Linked DNA regions of Oryzias latipes: region 2 is linked to region 1. The links are chromatin contacts, called in public Hi-C maps. All regions are on one chromosome and are shown on one strand. Each heading gives the region's core, a stretch centred on a gene start, on an enhancer-like site or on the middle of the called end of the contact. The rest is flanking DNA. Distances are from core to core; before and after follow the strand shown.

Region 1 (4,870 bases), core at 387-2,886:
GGGCCTATTATTATAGAATTAATAAAATAGTAACTGTATTAAATATCAATCAGGTGTAAAGTAAAGTACAATTCAATACAATTATGTGTTTAAAACGTATTGATTGAGTTATACATCGATTCCTTCTCCATGACTGAAGCATTCATCCTGGCAGCTCAGGAACAAACCCTGAGCACCAGAGCAATAGAGGCTCAGATCTACCACACCAGACAAGACCCAAGGTGTAGGCTGTGCAAAGAGGCCCCTGAAACAATCCAGCACATAACTGCAGGGTATAAGATGCTGGCAGGTAAAGCATACATGGAGCGCCACAATCAAGTGGTTGGAATAATATACAGAAACATGTGTGCAGAATATGGACGGGAAACCTTAAAGTAAAAAAGTGGTAGAGAATGAGAGGGCAAAGATCCTGTGGGACTTCCAGATTCAGACTGATAGGATGGTAATGGCAAACCAACCAGACATTGTAGTGGTGGATAAAGAACAGAGGAAAGCCGTTGTGGTGGATGTGGCAGTGCCAAGCGATGGGAACATCAGGAAGAAGGAACATGAGAAACTGGAGAAATACCAAAGGTTCAGTCGAGCAAAACAAACAAAAACAACAAACTTAAAAAACCAAAATCATAAAAACAAAACAAAACCCAACAAAATAAAAAACTAAAAAGACAACAAAATAAAAAAACACAAAAAAATAAATAAACATAAAAGAACGAGAGAAAAGAAAATCCGCTCCACCACCCCTCCACCACCTTAATGTGGTGAAGGGGTTTTTGTGCTCAACTGATCCTAAGCTGTCTGCGGTTAATGGCCCTGGGGGGGCATTTTACTTAAGGTTTTCTGGATGACTTTAAATATGACCATTGACCAAAACATTGAGATCAATTTGATCGTCACATGTGATGAAAAAACTGTTAATGCTGAATTAACATTTTCAGATTTTATTTGTACGGCTGCACGGTGGCGCAGTGGTTAGCGCTCTTGCCTCACAGCTCTTGCCCCCGGTTCCAGTCCCGGCTGGGGGACATGTAAAAAACACAACATCAATGGGGGGCCTTTCTGTGTGGAGTTTGCATGTTCTCCCCGTGCATGCGTGGGTTTTCTCCGGGATCTCCAGCTTCCTCCCACTGTCCAAAAACATGCTTCATAGGTTGATTGGCAACTATAAATTGTCCATAGGTGTGAGTGTGAGAGTGAATGGATGTGTGATTGAGGATATTCCACCCTGTGACAGACTGGCGACCAGTCCAGGGCATCCTTTGCCTACGCCCAAGTGCCCGGGATAGGCTCCGGCAACCCCGTGACCCCGAAAGGGAATAAAACGGTTAAGAAGATGAAAAATGATTTTATTTGTATATTTTGCACTTGCAAAACAAATGTTTTTGCATGGGTTGCCTCATCTCGCTTTTTTCCAATCTTTAATTTTGCTCACATAAGTTTCAGTTTAGCGTGACGAAAAAAAAGGGCATAGAATATTCTGAGAAAAAAGTCAGAATTTTCAATGCCCTTATTTTTTCTTTCTCCGTACACAAATGTTGATAAAAAACATAAAATTGTAAAAAAAATTCAGGGGTGCAGACCCTTTTTTTTTTTTTTTAAAGGGTGCCACCTCTGGCCACCACGTGGGGGCGTGCCTGCATGCTGGGTGTCCGTTTCCACCTGTTGCCCTGTACTTTAGTCCACCGCAGGGTGGCGCGCTTCCAATGTCAGACAGGAAAGGACGGCTATAATAAGACCCGCTGTTTCGGGGCATCTGCTGCGGTGCTCGGATGCTCTGTGTGACTATGAGCCGCTGCGGAGAGCAGTTTGGAGGCGGCGTGACGTTCCCTGCCCGCTCGACGTCCAGAAGGTAAGCATGATGGAGGCTGCAGCTTCAGCTGCTCCACAGAAAGCATGTCAGCGCGCGCGAGGGACGGCGGCCAGGCAGCAGGAATGCGTCCAGCCTGACACTCATGCTGGGAAAGTTCAGAGAGAACATCGACAGGAGCCGCGCCTCTCAGGCGCAGAGCCGACGGCCAGACGTTTTTCTGGGAGTCCCTGTTGTTTTCTTGTCGTCTACCTGTGCGTGTCCCACAAACACGCGCTCACGTTTCCCCCCGGCTTCTGTTTAAGTCCAGATCCACTGTTGCTCCACACGCAGCATGCGCTCATACGCGCGGATGGAGTGGGATGCCTTCAAGGTCACAGACTTCCACAGTGTGTCCGTGGAATAGTTTTTTTTTTTTTTGTAAATATAGTTTCCAAACATGTCTGACTGAATGTTAGAATTTGTTCCTGCCAAATCCCCCATGATCCAGGTAACCTTTTCATCTGTCAGGTTGTCCTGTTGTGTAGTTCACGGCTCACTGGATTTCTGATGACTTTACTTTGATCTGACATGAAGTTCACAGAGCTGGAGGTCTTTTTTCCAGGGTCATTTTAGGACAAAGCTCAGATACCTCCTGCTATTTTGTGTGTGTTTATTTTGTGCTCCTCCTGCGCATTGGGAGAACTTAAAAGAGAACAGGAAGCATCCAAAACCATCTTCAGGTACAGAACATATCCCTTTAATCATTGTAACCTTCCAGGTCAGAGGAACAGGCTGAAATCAGAACATGTTTCTAGAGTTTGGAGTTTAGGCGGTTGGCCAGCAGGATTTGGGTAAAGAAAGAATGCTTTTGAAAATGTTATTTTGGCTGAGTGAGGCATTTTGGAGCAGTACGGCTTCTCAAAATGCCCCAACTGCTGCAGGAAAGTATTCACCACCCCCTTCTGAGACTAGTGGATTGGAATCACTGGCATTTAACAGAGTTGAGCCTGCGGAAAATTTGCCACACATGGCGCTTTTGAAACCCGTAGTAATGGCACACCCCCAAATTGAAAAGTGGAATAACTCATTTAATATAAGACAGTTTCTTTTAAAACAATTTGTCCCTAAAATGACAGAAAAATCAAACTGTTGGCACTTTTATTTGGCTTGATCATTGGTCACTTTGAAGACCCACTCAGATGAAAATGGTGTTTCTCTTGTTTTTAACATGTTCTGATTGCAATTTTCTCATGATGGGGGATATATCAAAAATATATATATAAAAAAGTTGGAAGAAGCTTGTAGCAGTGACGTAGAAGCTACAATCGGTGGGCCACAAGCTCCCTGCTCCATTCCAATGGATCCACTTGTAGACGACTAGATCTTTGTTCGTCTTTGTTTAGCTCCAGTATTGGTCGCCATCTTTGTTGCACCGGTAATGTTATATGGGGGGTTGGGAGGGACTGTAGCGCTAGAGCGTGTCAACAGATGGATGATGGGACATGAGGGCGCCCCAACAGTTCAGCCCACAACCCAGAGGTGAATTTTTAATGAACTACTGCCGCTCTGCAGAAACTATGTCCTAGAAAACGACACAGAATTTTTGATTTGGGCTAAAAACGACACAGTCATAAAATACCACTGGGAAACGCTTTGAAAATAGCTCAGAATGTGATCAGATCTTGACCTATGGGAACTGCTGCTTAGAGTGAACACAAGTAACTTTGTTTCCTGCTCCTCACACCGTTCTTTTTCTTTTTTCTGTATCTCACTCTTTTCTATCTTTGTAGCTTTGAGTGTTTTACTGTCACTACTTTTTTCCGCTCCTGTCAGGCTCAAATTCCCAGTCGCTCCTCCGCTGCCGCATAACTGCGAGGCATAAATGATGAAAAACCTTCCCTCCTTCCTCCTCTTCATGGGACACACACACACACACATTAAAACAGTCATACAGAGTTTTCCAGTGCTGAACCTCAGGGGGTCTTTCTTTCAAGTCTTCTGACGGTCTTCGTGCTGCAGTGTGTGAATCTATTTCCACAAACATCTTCAGGGAAACTCTGCTTGGTAGCTTATTCATCTTACTTATTCATGAAATTCAAGGCATCAGTTGCATAACTGATCGGCCCAGTTATAGAATAACTGCCAACTTAGCCAGACTTTAAACGCAAAGTGGTTTCCGATTCTCGTGGCGGCAGGAGGATATTTCAGGACAAAATATTTAACTTGGAAGGAGCAGACAGCTGAGCGCTCTTAACAGTTTTCCACTTCCAGGCTCTGTTTAAGTCGTTTTTCTTGATGTAGCTCCTGATTATTTGTTTGTAAAGCTCAAAATCAGATCTTAGTTAAACTTGGTTTAATTGGTATTCTGTTCTTGTTCTGTATTGCAGGTTATAACTTATACAAAAGCTAAAAAATAAAAGCTCGGAAAGCTCATTTCATCCACAGGATCCCACTAGTGTGCTAAGTAGGACAGACTTTTTCAAGACAACTTCTGAGAAAAAAACTGAGGAATGTGGGCATTTTTCTTCTGCTCTGAGTGTCTCTTTCATTCAGCTCCTTTTCTTGTGTGAATGTGTGTGTGTGAGACTTTGTGCAGGCTGAGCAGGTGCACATTACACAGAAAGACAGAGCCCAGTGAGCAGGGCGAGGGGGCGGGAGAAGGGAAGGGTTGCTCTGTCCTTACGGCTCGTACAAAAGAGTCAGTGTTTTCCTGCACCTCTCCCAGCGTGCTGACCAAAGGCGGAGGGATGGCGAGGGAGGACAGGAGCCCTTCGGTCCCGATTGTCCCCCATGACCTGTAACCCTCCCACTGGCCTCCCTAGCATGACCCCCCCCCCTACATGTCACCTCTCTCTCTCAGTGGTCCATTTACAGCAGACGGTAGGTGTCTCCTGTGGGGTCACCTTCAGCTGAATTCACTGGAAGTGTTGACATGAAACACAAAAACGAGACACTAAGGAGCAGAAATCCTTTATGGATGGGATTTATGCATTTAGATATATACTGTTAACACATTAATCATGTTAGGAGAGAAACGTAATATTCAGGGTTTAAGCCTTCTTTCATTATTATAACAGTTCTGTT
Region 2 (4,603 bases), core at 1,866-4,365, 280 kb after region 1:
TGATTGCTCCAAATGCTTGTGGGATTAGGATTTTCCACTTGACTTTTACACGTGGATGTTCCTTTTTTCACAAACTGCGAGGGAGCTGGGAAAGGCCTGGCCTTTTCCTCTCAGCTGAACACAGTCCTGACGTGGAAAAACAATTAAAACGAAACATATGGTGGCGTGGAAGACCCAAGTGCTGCTTGAAATCAGCGCATTCACAGATGCTGTTAGCAAAGGAAAAATAATTTCTAAATATTTTCTAACATTGAAAGGAAAAGGAGTTCAAGCTATTGAAATCCTCATTTAAGATCCCTAAGACCGCATGTTTGAAGAGAAGGATTTAAAAGTGTTTTATCCATCAGGAAGCAGAGGATGTTGTCTGACCACACAGATCAGTCGGAAATTGTTTTTGTAGACCAGTGGCACTCAGTAGTGGAAAATCCTTCGGTTCTTTCAATTTGATTAGTCAGGCATATCTGCTTAGTGTTTCTGTGCTCAGTGTTTTGTATGTGTAATGGAGTTTGCCGTTCAAGCCAAATCAGCCGATTAAATAGACAAAAACTTGAAAGTTATAGTTGTTATTCCACTGGTGTGCCGGTTCATGAACTGCTTTTTTCTGAAGGTGCAAGCATCCAGCACAGAGGCCTGGGCCTCTCAGAGCCTTATTCCTGGCAGGTGAGGAATGGCAACTCAGAAGGAATTCACAGCTCTGTCAGGTGATCTGTGGTAACTGCTCCTAAGGGTGCAATCAGAAGAAGATAAACTGTAGCAGCACTGCGGGGTTATCTGCCCTGAAGAAGATTTGTCTATTTGTGTGTGTGTGTGTGTGTGTGTGTGTGTGTGTGTGTGTGTGTGTGTGTTTGTGTGTGTGTGTGTTTTCTATGTTTTGGGGGGGCTGGTTAGAATATGTTGTGCTGTTGTGTGGTTGTGTCTGACAGATCACTCACAGACAAAATAAATCTGGGGAAGAGGTAAACACGAGGAAGTAAGCGGTGATCAAGAATAAAGTTGTTCTGCTCCCTCCTCTTTGGCTTCTCTCATGGACCCCTGAAGTGCACAGCTAATTCCTAAGCTCTGCCCCAAAAAACAGGGACATCACGCAAACTCACCTCTCTGCTTTGCATTGTGGCACACGTGCACGCAAAACCCATGCCATCAGCTGTGCATGCATGCAGCTTACTCCTGCAGAGGAAAAAGGAAACCAGCTCAGCAGGAGGTGAAGCAGTGGGTCAGCTAGAGCAGCAGAACAAATGCTGGTTGTTGGTTTTTGTTTTGTTTTTCTCATCAGGTTTATTGTTTTGTTTGTTTTTTTGTATTCATTGTAGATCCCCTCTGGCAGGCGTGTCACAGGCTTGAAGGATTAGGTGAAGAAAGGAAAAGAACATTTAAATGTACTTGTCCGTTCATGCATATGTGGCTGCTGGGTCTAATCACCTTGATGTGTGACACATTTTATGAGGAAAAAAGTCTGGAAGAATAGCAAAAAATAGAATATACGTTTATTTTCTATCCTTTTTAAAAATTGTACCTACAGAGTCAACAGTCCGGAAAGTTATGTAGCTTTTCATGTGGGTTAACACATGAGCTGCTTATGGAACCAGAACTTTTAATAGTGTAAAAAAAATAAAGAAATAAACAACTAAAAGTGAAGAATTGATTCTAACTTCTTGTAGCTGCAACATTTTTTACTTTAATTAAAAACAAACTAAATATTTCTGGTGATTCAGAGCTGGGGGACTTTCTTCAAACAAGACAGCAAATACTGACCTCTAGTGGACAAAGTCTGAATTTCTATTTGCCAGAACTTGTTTAATTGCACTTTTGTTTCAGTCAGTTCTATCAGAATTTTTTGTTCACAATTAAAAATGATTTGAATAAAAAATATTTCATAATAACAATTTCATTTGAGTGAGATATTACCAGGTAATTTATAATGTCTTGTCCAGTGCAACGATCAGTTATAACCTGAGATCGAAGACCCACACTGATAAAATTTGTGTTTTTGGTGTTTTTTAACATGTTTTTGTCGCATTTTTCTCATGATGGGGGACATATAAAAAGAATTTTTAGCTTAAAATTGCATTTCTGAGAATTTCTTTATTCAAATAGTTGTAAATTAGGAGCAGATGAAAAAATGTGACGTAGAAAATACGTTGGGCGGACAACAAGCTCCCTGCTCCGCTGCATTCTGAAGCATCCACTTGTAGACGATTAGATCCATGTATGTCTTTGGTTTCCTCGTCTGAGCTGACATATGCCTCAGAACTGTACGGCTGGATAGCTCCAACATTGCTCGCCGTTTTTGTTGCTCTGGTCATATTTTACCTACATTCCCTCTCGCTCCCTACGCTCCTCCTCTTCCTTGCTTTCCGTCCACCCGGCCAGTCTCTCCATGGCCTCTGCAATATAGACACTCCCCATTTCAAATCCAGGTTAAACACTCACTTTTCTCACTGATTCTTTGTTTTTTTTCATGCCGGCTGATCTGATTTTATTGTGTTTTTAACATTTACTGCTTTTTGTGGTTTTATTGGACTGCTGTGGTGACTTTGGGCAATGAGAAAGGCACTTCAGATTAAATGCATTTAAATTATTAATTCTAGTAAGAAAAGAATAAATTTGCTGAATCAATCTGCAACTTCCACTCAGGTATTTAACAGTGATCAACAGTTTAAATTCTGTCTCTGTGCCCCGGCCAAACACACCTAGTTAACCTGAACTCTCTTTTTGAAGTTTGATTGATGATCTTCTGTCATTTGTTTCCTCCACCTGACCTCAGGCCTGCTGAACGTTTATGAGGCACTGGAAGGTTTCTAAGAAACTAAAAATTCCTGACATCTCAAGAGGTTTTCTGGAAGATAAATGTCAGGGGGGTGAGATTTCCCATTTTAGCACTAAACACTCTTATTAGACATACAAAACGGGATTAAATGTGGGTCAGTGAAACCCAACAGAATTTTTCCTATATATACTTTAGGTAAAATTTAAATTTTAACTGTGTGGTGTGGCTTACCCTAAGCAGTGATGAAGCAAGTGATTATTTGTTGCATTTTTATCCCCGTCTGGGTGGGAGGTTTGCTGAAACGGTGCCACGAGGCAAGAAGTGCAGCGCTTTGGTCCTCCGTCCTCCAGGGGGCAGCAGCGGCCACACTGAGAGGAAGTGGTGAATGAAGTCCCGGGATTGTGCTGACGCGTCCCTCTTTCCTCTTTCTTCCGACGTGTCAGTCCTCTTGTGTCCAGACAAAACCGAGGAGCTCACAGACCGTACATCTCGCAGATATGCCCCCGAAAGGCAGCACCAAGCAGCAGTCAGAGGAGGACCTGCTTCTCCAGGACTTCAGCAGGAACCTGTCGGCAAAGTCCACCGCTTTGTTTTACGGAAACGCTCTCATCGTCTCCGCCATCCCCATCTGTGAGTACAACTAGCTAGCTAGCTAGCTAGCCTGCTGAGATGGGTCTGAATAACAAGAAAAGATTGACTTTGATTTAAATGAAAACGTCGACAGATCCGTCAAAACGCCAGAAATGTAGTCGTGAATTTGTTTTTGCACGATATATGTTAATTTGAATTAAAAAGGGGGAGTGGTAGTACTTATGCTAATAATATTTTAGCTTTAGCTAACTGAGATTTCCATCAGAGATCAGTTCAGAAATAGTTTACCCCTCACAAGAATTAACTTAGAAACTATTCTGTTTTTATACAAGTTAAACTAATAAATACTATTTATGGAAGCAGCTTTTTTTTCAGCTCCACAAATGCCTATGAAAAAGCACGCATGTTTGCTCGTTTTTTAATTTATTTTTATTTTAGTCTATACAAAATTTCTAAAACGTCCAACAAGTTTCTCTTAGACTATTTTTGGAAAGGAAAAGTAATGACTAAGATTCAAAACTGCAAACTGCTACACAAATATGGGATTAAATAGCACTTTGACATGCTATCTGTTTGTTTATTTAAATGCATTCAATTATTTGTTACACAAATATACATTTGATTAACCTATAACTAACCTCGCCGACATCTGGCACAGCCCTCTCTGTTACCAGTCCCAAACTTGGAGGTAGCTGCTGGCATGGACGTCTTTTTAAGCTCTAAAATTTTAAAGTTTATAGTTTGTCTTTATCTTTGTATTTTAATTCACTATATCTTGTATTTTTTTAATGATGTTGACAATTGGACGTCAAGTAATGAGATGCGTTTCTAAAGATTCTATTCTAACATTGAATTGATCTAAAAATGTTAGGATCTTTAGAAAGTTTTTAAAACCTTAAAAAAAGTGGTAATAATATGAGGAAATAGGATTTGAATAAAAGTTTTCAAAACAAATTATTGTTTTTCTTTCTGCATTTAAAATGTTTAATGTTAACTAAAAGTTGTTTCACTTGGACTTCATCTGCTCTCTGGATCTTCTCAGAAGAAGCCCATAGTAAGTGTTGTGTGGTTCCTTCCAGGGCTGTTCTGGAGGATCTGGCACATGGACCTGGTCCAGTCTGCAGTCTTGTACGCTGTGATGACCCTGGTCAGCACTTACCTGGTTGCTTTTGCCTACAAAAATGTCAAGTTTGTGCTCAAACACAAGTAAGTATTAAAAAAAAGAAGAAATGAAATAGCTCTTCA

The links. A called contact is a pair of places that touch in the nucleus more often than the background predicts.
Region 2: a Hi-C map of fibroblasts shows a contact between it and region 1, with 3 times the contacts expected there. The contact joins the promoter of ssr3 here to the promoter of veph1 in region 1. A contact is called at or near these places in 2 of 5 Hi-C or Micro-C datasets (embryo and fibroblasts).

Annotation. Positions count from the first base shown.
Region 1 is chr13:24,360,667-24,365,536 of ASM223467v1, forward strand. veph1 (ventricular zone-expressed PH domain-containing protein homolog 1) reads left to right here and starts at 1,637. Exons shown (of 15, transcript XM_023961681.1): 1 at 1,637-1,846.
Region 2 is chr13:24,637,535-24,642,137 of ASM223467v1, forward strand. It overlaps ssr3 (translocon-associated protein subunit gamma), which reads left to right and starts at 3,116. Exons shown (of 5, transcript XM_023961695.1): 1 at 3,116-3,397; 2 at 4,438-4,564. The coding sequence starts at 3,265. LOC105355500 (a long non-coding RNA gene) reads right to left here and starts at 3,079. Exons shown (of 3, transcript XR_002291568.1): 1 at 2,999-3,079; 2 at 1,095-1,167; 3 at 1-721.